Linked DNA regions of Arabidopsis thaliana: region 2 is linked to region 1. A link is a contact called in public capture Hi-C data. All regions are on one chromosome and are shown on one strand. Each heading gives the region's core, a stretch centred on a gene start, on an enhancer-like site or on the middle of the called end of the contact. The rest is flanking DNA. Distances are from core to core; before and after follow the strand shown.

What was found. Capture Hi-C pulls out chosen DNA fragments and counts their contacts.
Region 2: a contact with region 1 is called in a capture Hi-C map of root, with 8 times the contacts expected there. The contact joins the promoter of AT5G25240 here to the promoter of AT5G25170 in region 1. A contact is called at or near these places in 14 of 26 Hi-C or Micro-C datasets (callus, cotyledon, leaf and 5 more), 1 of 2 datasets of contacts at active chromatin or transcription factors (shoot) and 3 of 3 other capture datasets (root, seedling and shoot).

What each region holds. Positions count from the first base shown.
Region 1 is chr5:8,690,095-8,695,178 of TAIR10.1, reverse strand. AT5G25170 (PPPDE putative thiol peptidase family protein) reads right to left here and starts at 2,167. Exons shown (of 3, transcript NM_122426.5): 1 at 1,781-2,167; 2 at 1,053-1,340; 3 at 84-967. The coding sequence starts at 1,922. The coding sequence ends at 741. CYP71B14 (cytochrome P450, family 71, subfamily B, polypeptide 14) reads left to right here. Exons shown (of 3, transcript NM_122427.2): 3 at 1-549. The coding sequence ends at 549.
Region 2 is chr5:8,744,374-8,749,834 of TAIR10.1, reverse strand. AT5G25240 (stress induced protein) reads left to right here and starts at 2,545. Exons shown (of 1, transcript NM_122433.3): 1 at 2,545-3,241. The coding sequence starts at 2,661. The coding sequence ends at 3,056. AT5G03945 (a long non-coding RNA gene) reads right to left here and starts at 1,664. Exons shown (of 1, transcript NR_142719.1): 1 at 1,463-1,664. FLOT1 (SPFH/Band 7/PHB domain-containing membrane-associated protein family) reads right to left here and starts at 155. Exons shown (of 2, transcript NM_122434.3): 1 at 1-155. The coding sequence starts at 61.

The DNA of each region.
Region 1 (5,084 bases), core at 918-3,417:
AAAAACCCAAGAGTTATGAAGAAAGCGCAAGCCGAGGTAAGAGAAGTGATCAAAAACAAAGATGATATCACAGAAGAAGATATAGAACGACTCGAATATTTGAAAATGGTGATTAAAGAAACATTAAGGATCAACCCACTTGTGCCACTTCTGATTCCAAGAGAGGCTTCAAAATATATAAAGATTGGAGGTTACGACATTCCAAAGAAAACATGGATTTATGTCAACATATGGGCTGTTCAAAGGAATCCAAATGTTTGGAAAGATCCAGAAGTTTTCATCCCAGAGAGGTTTATGCATAGCGAGATTGACTATAAAGGTGTAGACTTTGAGTTGCTGCCGTTTGGTAGCGGAAGGAGAATGTGCCCTGGTATGGGATTAGGTATGGCATTGGTACACTTGACTCTTATCAATCTTCTTTACCGTTTCGACTGGAAGCTTCCGGAAGGAATGAACATAGAAGATGTTGATCTTGAAGAATCATATGGACTTGTTTGTCCCAAGAAAGTTCCACTTCAACTTATCCCAGTCCTTACCCAATGGACTTGACTTCACTTTCACTTTTTTTTTTCTTTTTGAACTTCACTTCACTTGATAATTTCATAGTTCAAAATATGTAATGTGAAAATCTTATACCATTACTATCAAGAAAATGTTTGTTCAATCCATATCTTGTAGCTTAAACATTACTACCGAATCAAATTGCGAAACAAAAAGGTATAATTTTACTAGGACTAGAGCTAAACACTCACAGTTGGTGATGGAGGAAGACATTGTCTTCTCCTTTCTCCTCTTCTGCTTCGGTTTAAAGAACCCGACGAAGAAAGCGAAGGACCAGGTGGAAACCTACTTGATCTACTCCGAAGTTTCTTCTTCTCTACTTCCGGAATCTTCTCTTCCTTTGATCTCACCTGCCTCACCTTAGTCTCATTCAACTCCGCCGGCAGAACACAGTTGCAAAACAAACCTAAACCCAAAAAAACAAACCTAAACCTAATGAGCTTTTACTAAAACAGAGTAAAAATCAAATGTTCTGTTCTCTAACTTCTTACCAAAGCGAGCAAGACGGTTAACCCAACTAGGGATCGATCTTCGAGTCAGTTGCACACAAACATCATTGCAAAAGTGATTGCAATTCTTAGTAATCAAATGATAACTGTTTCCACTATATTCTTCCGCAAGTTTCTCCATAAAGACACGAACGTTTTCAGGATCTAAATCAGTTCTTCCAATCAATATAGACTTCCTAAATGTGAAACCCGGACATTGCTTCGGTTCCACCTCGAATATCCCGGTAGTCGAATGATCGTGAGCTCCAAAACCATATTCAACTCCATGAACTAAAACCATAACATTGTATTAGGAAGCAAACATTAAGACAACAACTTAGATCTCAATATATAAACATACTTTCATTTTTGGACAGACATATCTAATAATAAGATATTATACAACTCACTTTAATAGTCACATAAAACCAAGTTCTGATTATTATTACTCAATAGAAAATCAGAAGAGTTGATCCAAAAATGGGTCAAAAAAAGTTTCCAGTTTTGGAATCTATTGAAAAATGAAACCAGTCTATTTCAATTTCTACAAACAAACAAAACAAAACCAACAAACATCAAACTTAAAAAGTCTCTTACTTTAACTAAACAATCTAAAACAGAATCAAATCTCTTCCTCTCAAAGATGAGAAATTTTCAATCTACAATTCAAAAGTTTTAAGCTTTAACCAAAACCCACAAATAATTTCCAAGAAAAAGAGAGAAGGAGTTACCTTCAACACCAGAGTGATAGATCCCAAGTCCTAACCAGTAAGCGTAGCCATTGATGGGTGTGAGATCGTATACATTCAGATAAACCGGAACCGAACCGGGTTTCTTTTTCCGGCCAGTCACCACCACCATTCTACACAACATCTTTTCTTTAAGAGAAGAAAGAGAGGAGCTTGGAATCTTATTCTTCTGTCAATCTGAGAGAGAAGCTTCTGATGATGTTTCCTTCTTTCTTAAAAGCTACATTCTTTTTTTTTTTTTCTGCTTTCTGTCATTCTTCTCTCATTTTGTTTAGGGTATAAATTGTTGTTTAGTCCTTATAATTTATTATTTTCACGTTTTGGCCCTATATTATTAATTGAAGCTTTTGACGTCAATCGACGCCAACGAGGACTTGTGAGTTCTGAAGTGTGTACTTTGTCTTTTTCTAGGAATCAATTTTGACACCTTAATAGTTTGTAGCAAAGTGCATAATTGAACATTCCAACAACAACAAAAATGAACATAATATTTTTAACAGCGAGAGAAATTTTAATTAATTATATACCGTGTTTTAAAATTAGTCGCCTAGATGATTAAAATTATATTGACGTTTTAATATTAGCCAAATCAATTTTAGCTTACATGTATATTACTCTAAGATATCCAGATAAACGGAATAGGTGCATAAGTAATAGTTTATTTTATTTTATTTTATTCTAATATAAAAAGTTAAAAATGTACAAATGATATACTAAGATAGAAATTTAACATGCTATTTTAAAAGTTATGATTAATCAATTATATATATAAAGCCTATGCTCTTTGATTAATTGGTTACAGACTAATTTTCATCAGAACGTTACCTAACAATTTTGTAAGTTTTAAAATTGATAATACAATGTCATATGTGTTAAGAATAGTGTTCTTATTTTTGTATTATTCTCTATATTTTCATCATAGTTATAATTCTTGTGAAGAAACATCTACAATAACTAGTATGGGAACAATTTGGATGTATAGTTATGTTAGATAAACCGGTTCAACGTGGATGTTGGTGGTAGACTTTGTAAAAATTGAAGAAGATTAAGGTAAAATAGGTAAATTAAATTAAATAAATAGAAATCGACAAAGCCACGAGCCATGTCTCAGGAGTTGTGTCTTTGTGTACGTTCTAAGCAAAACGATGACTAGCTGTTAGGGCGTGAAGTTGGCAACATAATTACGTTTTTTTTAATCTTTGACCAAACAAACAACAAAAAGAAATTACGCTGACTTACTTGAAATTTATAGACTGATTCTCTGTTTTATGTGATTAATGTATATATATAGTACTTAGTTCAAACTTCATTTACTAATAGCAAAACATAATTCACGGATTCACAATTATCAAATATATTTATAATTGTTAGGTACGAACTTATCTTTCTATATGAGCTTGAGCTTACGATCTTTGTTCAGTATTTTTTTATCAAAAGTTATAAAGAAAAGGCATATAATTTCATGTAAAATAATTGACAAAATATTATCATTAACGGACTTGGCATAGGGGTTAACACACAAGATATTATAATGGACTCTTCACAAATGACTTCTTTTTTTCCCCAATAATAGTAACTCTTCACAAATGTTTTAGCCGTCTTTTAAAGATAGTTTAATATATTAGTGGAATGAACATTAGACTCAGAAAGCCTATTAAATTAGTACTTGATCATTCTTCTAAACATTTGTATCTGTTTTCTTTTTTTCCCACTGAATTCTAAAGATAAGCTATACCATATATTAGAAAGCTAATATAACATTAAATAAGATATTAGCTTCTTTATTTAGTCGATAGATTAATTTTGAAATTTTGAAAAGCTGGATTTTAATAGGTCAAAAAAAAAAAAAAACTATGTCTATTTAATGACTTAGACAATTCATTAGCCATGGCCATTTGTGGAACGACTTTGGAGACCAACAAGTTGTGTACGTAATAATTATATTCAAATTCTCGTGATGATAATATAAGTTACTCGCATTATATTCAAGTGATTACTTGTCAATTACCATGTTCATCCATTATCATTGTTTAAAAATAATTTTATTTGGTTATGAATATGATTGGTAATAGTCAGAGACTCATAAATGAAAGCAGGTCAAAGTGACGACGGCGTTATGGGCCGATCACTTTTATTATACATGCAACTTCCTTAGTCTTTTCGATAACGTTGTTCGGTGGACGGTGGACCTCATGGAAATGAAACTCATTTATGAATAACCAAATGAATTGGTAATCAGGATCCAAATGAATTGGAAAGATCCCGATATATATTGATATTAATTAGTAGAAATTGTGGTTCCTCTAAAGTAAGGCAGAGCACTTATCTTCCAAACAAGAAAGGGACAAGTAAATAACGTATGATTTGTTGGATAAGTTTGAGGAGAGTAATTTGAGGCGTAAGTTACTAAAGAAGAGAAAAGGAAATTGAACTTTATTATTTTTGGAGATATCTAGAATATATTATTGGAGTTATCTTATGATATTAAGAATTATCTAATCATTAGGGTAAGGTTAAAGCTTTGTTATATAAGGAGGTATCAATGTTGTGATACAACTTATGAGATTTGAGAGAGATTGAGACTTTAGGTTTTGAGAGAGTTTCTAAAGATAATAAAAGAGAGTTATTATTTTATACTTGTGTTCTTAATCTTTCTTGAATACTAAATGATTAACTATATTTTCTTCCAAATAGAGTCTCCAAAAACTCTCTTAGTCCATAATTTTTCCACCTTGCACAATGAAAGGGATCCATATATTGATATAGAGTAGGTCTTGGTCATCACACTTTTCTAGAGTACCAATTTTTTTTCTTCTTCAAACCTCTTTTCCTTTGATTATCCTGCTGAAAAGAACTTCAATGTTCACCAGAGTACCAATTTTTTTTTATAATATAATTTAACATTACATTAAAAAAAAATGTTTACCGGAGAAGTCTATCTTCAGTATCTCGCTCCTTTTCTAAGATCACATATAACATATTGAGTTGTGGACGACCTAATTCAAAACCGACATTCTCTTCGTTATTTCTTTGTTGTTTCTTCGACTATGTACATTGTTTTCATTATGATTCGAGCATTAGAGATTTTTGAAAAGATAATTTTATTTCTTTTTTAGCATATATATATGTAATTAATCGTGGTGTGGACATTGTGGGTGTTTAGCTGTTTACTTCCCAAAATCGGATGTTTTTGTCAAAGCTATTATTGAACCAACGAACATATAATGTCCTCCTCGACGACAGGCATCTTCGTACACACACAACTATACAAAGGACTAAAATTAAC
Region 2 (5,461 bases), core at 1,296-3,795, 54 kb before region 1:
TGTCTTCGATACCAGCACCGGTGATCGCCAAATACTGTGACGCTCTTGCAACTTTGAACATCTTTTGATTTAATTTGGACTTTTCGCCCAAATGATTTAGAAGACTTTGTTTTGAGTTCTTAAGGACTTATTATATATATATAGTCGTGCGTTATGTACGAAGACTTAGTCTTACAGAAAAAATCAACGCATTTCCAAGAAACTACATATTTGAAGCCATCGCCTATTGGCGGCGAGGTACTTTAGGTTTATTTTGAAGTTAAATATGGAATCCTTAAATTACTCTTTTTTAATGATTTTTTTTTTCTCTTTTTGGTTTTTGGTTTAAGTGGTTAAATTGGTAAGTTTTGTAATTTACAATCATACTAAATTTTAACCCGCGGTACACCGCGAGAACAATTTATTTTTTAAAATAATATATATAAAAGTTTGTAAATTGTGTATATTATAAAATGTTTTTATTTTATAGTTTACAATTGTTATTAAGTAACGTCCTGCCAAACCCTGCCAACCTGTCCTCTAAAAAAAACTCATTTATTTTATTAATGTTGATCTTATTTATGATATGTTTATGAATTATTGTCTAAATATTTTGTAATTTTGTAGTAATTAAATGCTATCAAATATCTATACGGATTGATGATTATAATCATGTAGAAAAGCAATATCAAAAATGATAATTTTGAAGTAATTAAATAATATTAAATATTTTGGAAGTTTTATTTTAGTAATTAATCGTGTAGGTAAGGTAGAGAGATTTTGGGAAGATTGTTAAATGTCAAATATTTAATTAGAAGATTTTCTTTCTAATTATCAAAAACAATTATTAAATGCTAGTGGCAGCCGCTGTAAATAAATCTCAACTCCATGATTTATTTTACAAAGTGGCTGCAAAAATGTATATATAGATGTGTCGGATATTATATTTAGCAAATTTTTTGATTTGTTTTGTTATGATCTTCCTTTATTTTCTCTCCACGCGGTTTATGAATTTAATTTTGTTGACTTTTTTTCTTTCTAGAGGTCATACGTACTAAAATATTTTATTTTATATTTAGTTACAAATCTTCTCATACCATTTAAATCCTAACTTTTCTCATTTTGCCAATATTTTCTAAGAAAAATACATGAGTCTCTATGCTTAAATATTCATGAAATAGAACTGCATGATTTTATTGAATATATAATAATTGTAATTAGTAAAAAAGATTTGGATTTTTTATGAAACATCTATAAGTGAAAGATATCAAAACCCAAATTGCAGGTATCACTGAAATTGTTGGACTAGTTAGGCCCATCTAAAAGCCTCAAAAACTGAAGATATCACTTGAAATGGTTGGACTAATGATCAGCTTAGTCAAGTCTTGTTTGAATCTATCTCATGCTACATCAGAGATAGAACTGCGTACTCTAGATTGGATCGAGTAATTAATTAAACAAAAACTTTTCATAATGCAATCTTTGTTATGATGATTAGGACAAAAACATAATGATTATTGGGTGATCAGTGAGTCATCGTTATAATAATGAGATTAGTTTAGGCAACATGGGACAGCCTTTTTATAATATTGTGAGTTGGTTTGGTTTGGTTTAGCAAATCTCTAAACACCAGTTTTGCTTTTTAATCCACGGCTAATCATCAGTTTCCAGGCTGGTTAGTGGTTACCTTTTTCTTTTTTTGTCTTACTTAAACACTTTTTAATCTTACTTATTGCAATATTGAAAGTACTACTTTTTTTTTTTCATCATTGAAAGTACTACTTTATTCGTTGTTTTTAACTATAATTTTCAGCTAATAAAACCTTATAAACCAATATGATGTAGTTAGTTATTAGATGATAAATTTCTATAGAATTTCAATCAACTTATAATCTAGAAATATTCGATATTTGATAGTAAATGGCCAAATGCAGGGTGTTATTGTCTTAGTAATTTCATTTTTTTTTTGTCAAGAAAATAATGTGTTATTTAATAGTAGTCAATATTGATGAAAATCTAAAAATTACCTAACGAGATTCAAATGTTATGTAGGGAATTTTATATGGGATTTTATATGTAAATCAATACTACAAGAATTCACCTAAACAAGAAGATGCAAATTGATATCAAAATTCTAAAAATATGGAATTTCATTCCAAACTAGTACAAATATTTGGTAATTCAACGTTTTTAGAATCATATTTTTTTGGTCAAAATTTCTCTCTTATATATATGAAAATGAAACCAATATATATATATATATATATATAGTATCAAAATAAAAATATCTATCAGTTATTATCATCATCATCATCAACAACCAGTTCTTAAAATAATAATTGTAATCACTTTTCACTTTTTCAGATATCCTCTAATTTGTTTAAAGTTTTAATATTTAGTCATATCAATAAATCGTTTCATAATTATCCTTAAAGACAAAAGAGAAAAGAAAGCAACCGTTTCGCTCCCGCCTTCACAGCTGTCTTTCATCATTAGCCAGCGAATCCTAATCCCGCTCCTCTCACATCACTGTCACACTCTTCTCATAACAGTCCAACAACATACCCCATCACTACTATCACCCAACGGTCGACACGCCACGTGTCCTAAACTCATTCACCTATATATAGTATCGAGTCTCTTCCTTTAATCAAAAACTCGCTGTTTTGTTTTTTATTATCATGGCCACTGATAGAGAGAATCTGCTCTCCGATGATTATGAAGAAACGGCTGCGTTTTGTGGATGTGGGTACTTTCGTAGTTTCAGTTTCACCCGGTGGCGGAGAGGAGACGACGAGTCTCGCAGTCGCGGTGGCTGGAGTGGTTGTTTGCAGGAAGAAAGAAGAGGGAATTGGGGAAGTGAGAAACTTAAGGGGCTAAAAGAGATTTCTGAGAAAATCGCGGGACCAAAGTGGAAAAACTTTATAAGAAGTTTTAGTAGTGGCAGGAAGAAGATGAGGAGAGATGTTGATTTCACTTATGATCTGAAAAACTATAGTCTTAATTTCGATGACGGCGGCGACGGCAAAGATTCTTCACCGGAGAGGTTTGTAGCTCCGGTTGTCATCAAAGTTTAATTTTTTATTTTTTACTTAAATCTTTTTTTTTGTATAATTTTTTTTTATCATTATTGGTCTTTTATGTTAATACAAACATCCTACTATATTATTTGGGAAGTACATTTTAAATGTAACCTTAATTTTTGTAAGTAATTACATAGGTATGCCATTAGAAATAAAATTTTAAAGAATAAATTAATTTATCTCTTTAAGGATTAAAAAGTCAAATACTAATTTAATTAATTTAATTTAATTTAAAAACGGAATACATTATTAATTTCCAAAAAATAATAACCAATCAAAATCAACATATAAGATTTGATATCTAAATTTTAATTAATTTAATTTAATTAGAAAAATGAAATGCATTATTAAGTTCCAAAAAAGTAACCAATTAAAATCAACAAATTAGATTTGATATCTAAATTATCATATTAATTTTTTTATTAATTATTATATTTCACTTCTCATCTTTATATGATTCTATTTTTGCCGAAAAATAATATCATCATTATAAAAAAATAATTAGAGTTTTTTTCGCATATGTCATAATTTGAATTTTAAAAACGAATATAAACTGTTCAATACATGAAAAATATTATAACGGATGAAAAATAGATTTAAGAAAACTTTCTACTGAGTAACGGGTCATAATTTGAAATATTTATATTCAATTTCATACATATTATATTGAAAATTTATAATCTTATATACTACAATAATTAATAACATATTAGATGTGATTCAATTTTTAATACAAGCTGGAAAATCCTAGAATTAACGGGTTTAGATCGATATTAATACAAGATGGTATACTACATGTCAAACTCTTAAATTAACAATCAAACTACAAGTGTATAATCTTAAACACTAAACAATATAGATAATATCAACAAAACATATACAACTCACAGTTTACTATACATTTAAAATCAAATAAAATAATATCATATATTTTTAAATCATCTTTACAATAAAAGTTTTTAGTTTAACTAAAATATAAGCCTACTTGCGGTATACAGCAGGTTAATATCTAGATTATAGGGCTTATTGGATCTAAAGACGGGTCATCAAAGATTTCCTAAACTAAAGCAAAATATACTGAATATTCAAATATCTATCTATTACTAAATTATAAACAAATAAGTTCGTAAACAATTTAATATTTTATTTACGAAATCAATTAAATCTTAATCACATAAAAATTAGCACAAAAAAAAATATTCAACAATTAAAAAGTAACAAATCTCTGTGTTATATAAGTTTTGATACTATATTCGAATAAAGTGTAATATACCTTTTCAATTTGTATTCTTTAACTAATTTAAGCTAACAAATATATTTGCTAATCTTATACCTATCAAAACCGACAATCGTTTCTTATCTCTATAGTATTTTTGCAAGACTTTTTTGGTGGATTTGGATAAAAGTGCGTTCGGCTCATATGGTACATTCTCCTATTAAATAAATATGGTGCACTCCTATGTTATTAACTAAAATGTTTAGATTATAATTCAGAGTCATATCATTAATAAAAATAATATTAATAAATAAATGGCTTTTTGGCAAGACGGATTTAGAGGGACGGGTTTTTGAATCAACATTAATAAAAAAATAAAATATAATTAATCCACCGTTTCAATACGGGTTAAATCTTTAATTTATTATTTTCTAAGACCACTAATATTAAACATATCAAATCATCCTAATTTAGAAAAAATTATATAAAACAAAAAATGTTATGTGGTATGTATAATGTTACTATATATAAAATTAAACTATAAAATATAAATGTATTAGAAAATGATACAATTTGCAAAACTTTTATATATAAAAAATAATTCTTAAATTTTAAAAATTACTACTTAAAAAAAAAATCACAGGACGGGTAAAGAAATTACAGAACGGGTTTTATTTTAGAATTGAGTTATATGGCGGATGTATTTGAATTAATATTTATAAAATTTTAAAATATTATTAATATGCTGTTTTAGTAGGGGTTAAAACTTCAGTTTTTTAACAATTGTCTCATGGATTCGTGGTATAGCGTTAGTTAATAACAATTATAAATTGTAAAATATAATATTTTATAAAATAAAATTTGCAAGTTTTAATATATATTACTTTAAAAAAATAAATCGTCCCGCGGTATACCGCGGGTTAAAATCTAGTATATACTCCATAAGGGAATACAATTAATTTCGTATTAAATTAGGTTTAACTTGTTCGATTGCCCACTAATTAGAGTAATGTTTTATTAGTATAAAACTAGAACATTGCTTTATTTGTTGTTTTACTGATACACTTGGTTTATATGTTTATCTTGAATATATTGGTACCTATCCCGAATATACGTGTGCTTATCTAACTGAGATATATATAAACAACTTATTAGATTTTCACTAAAGTTAATTGGTGTAAAT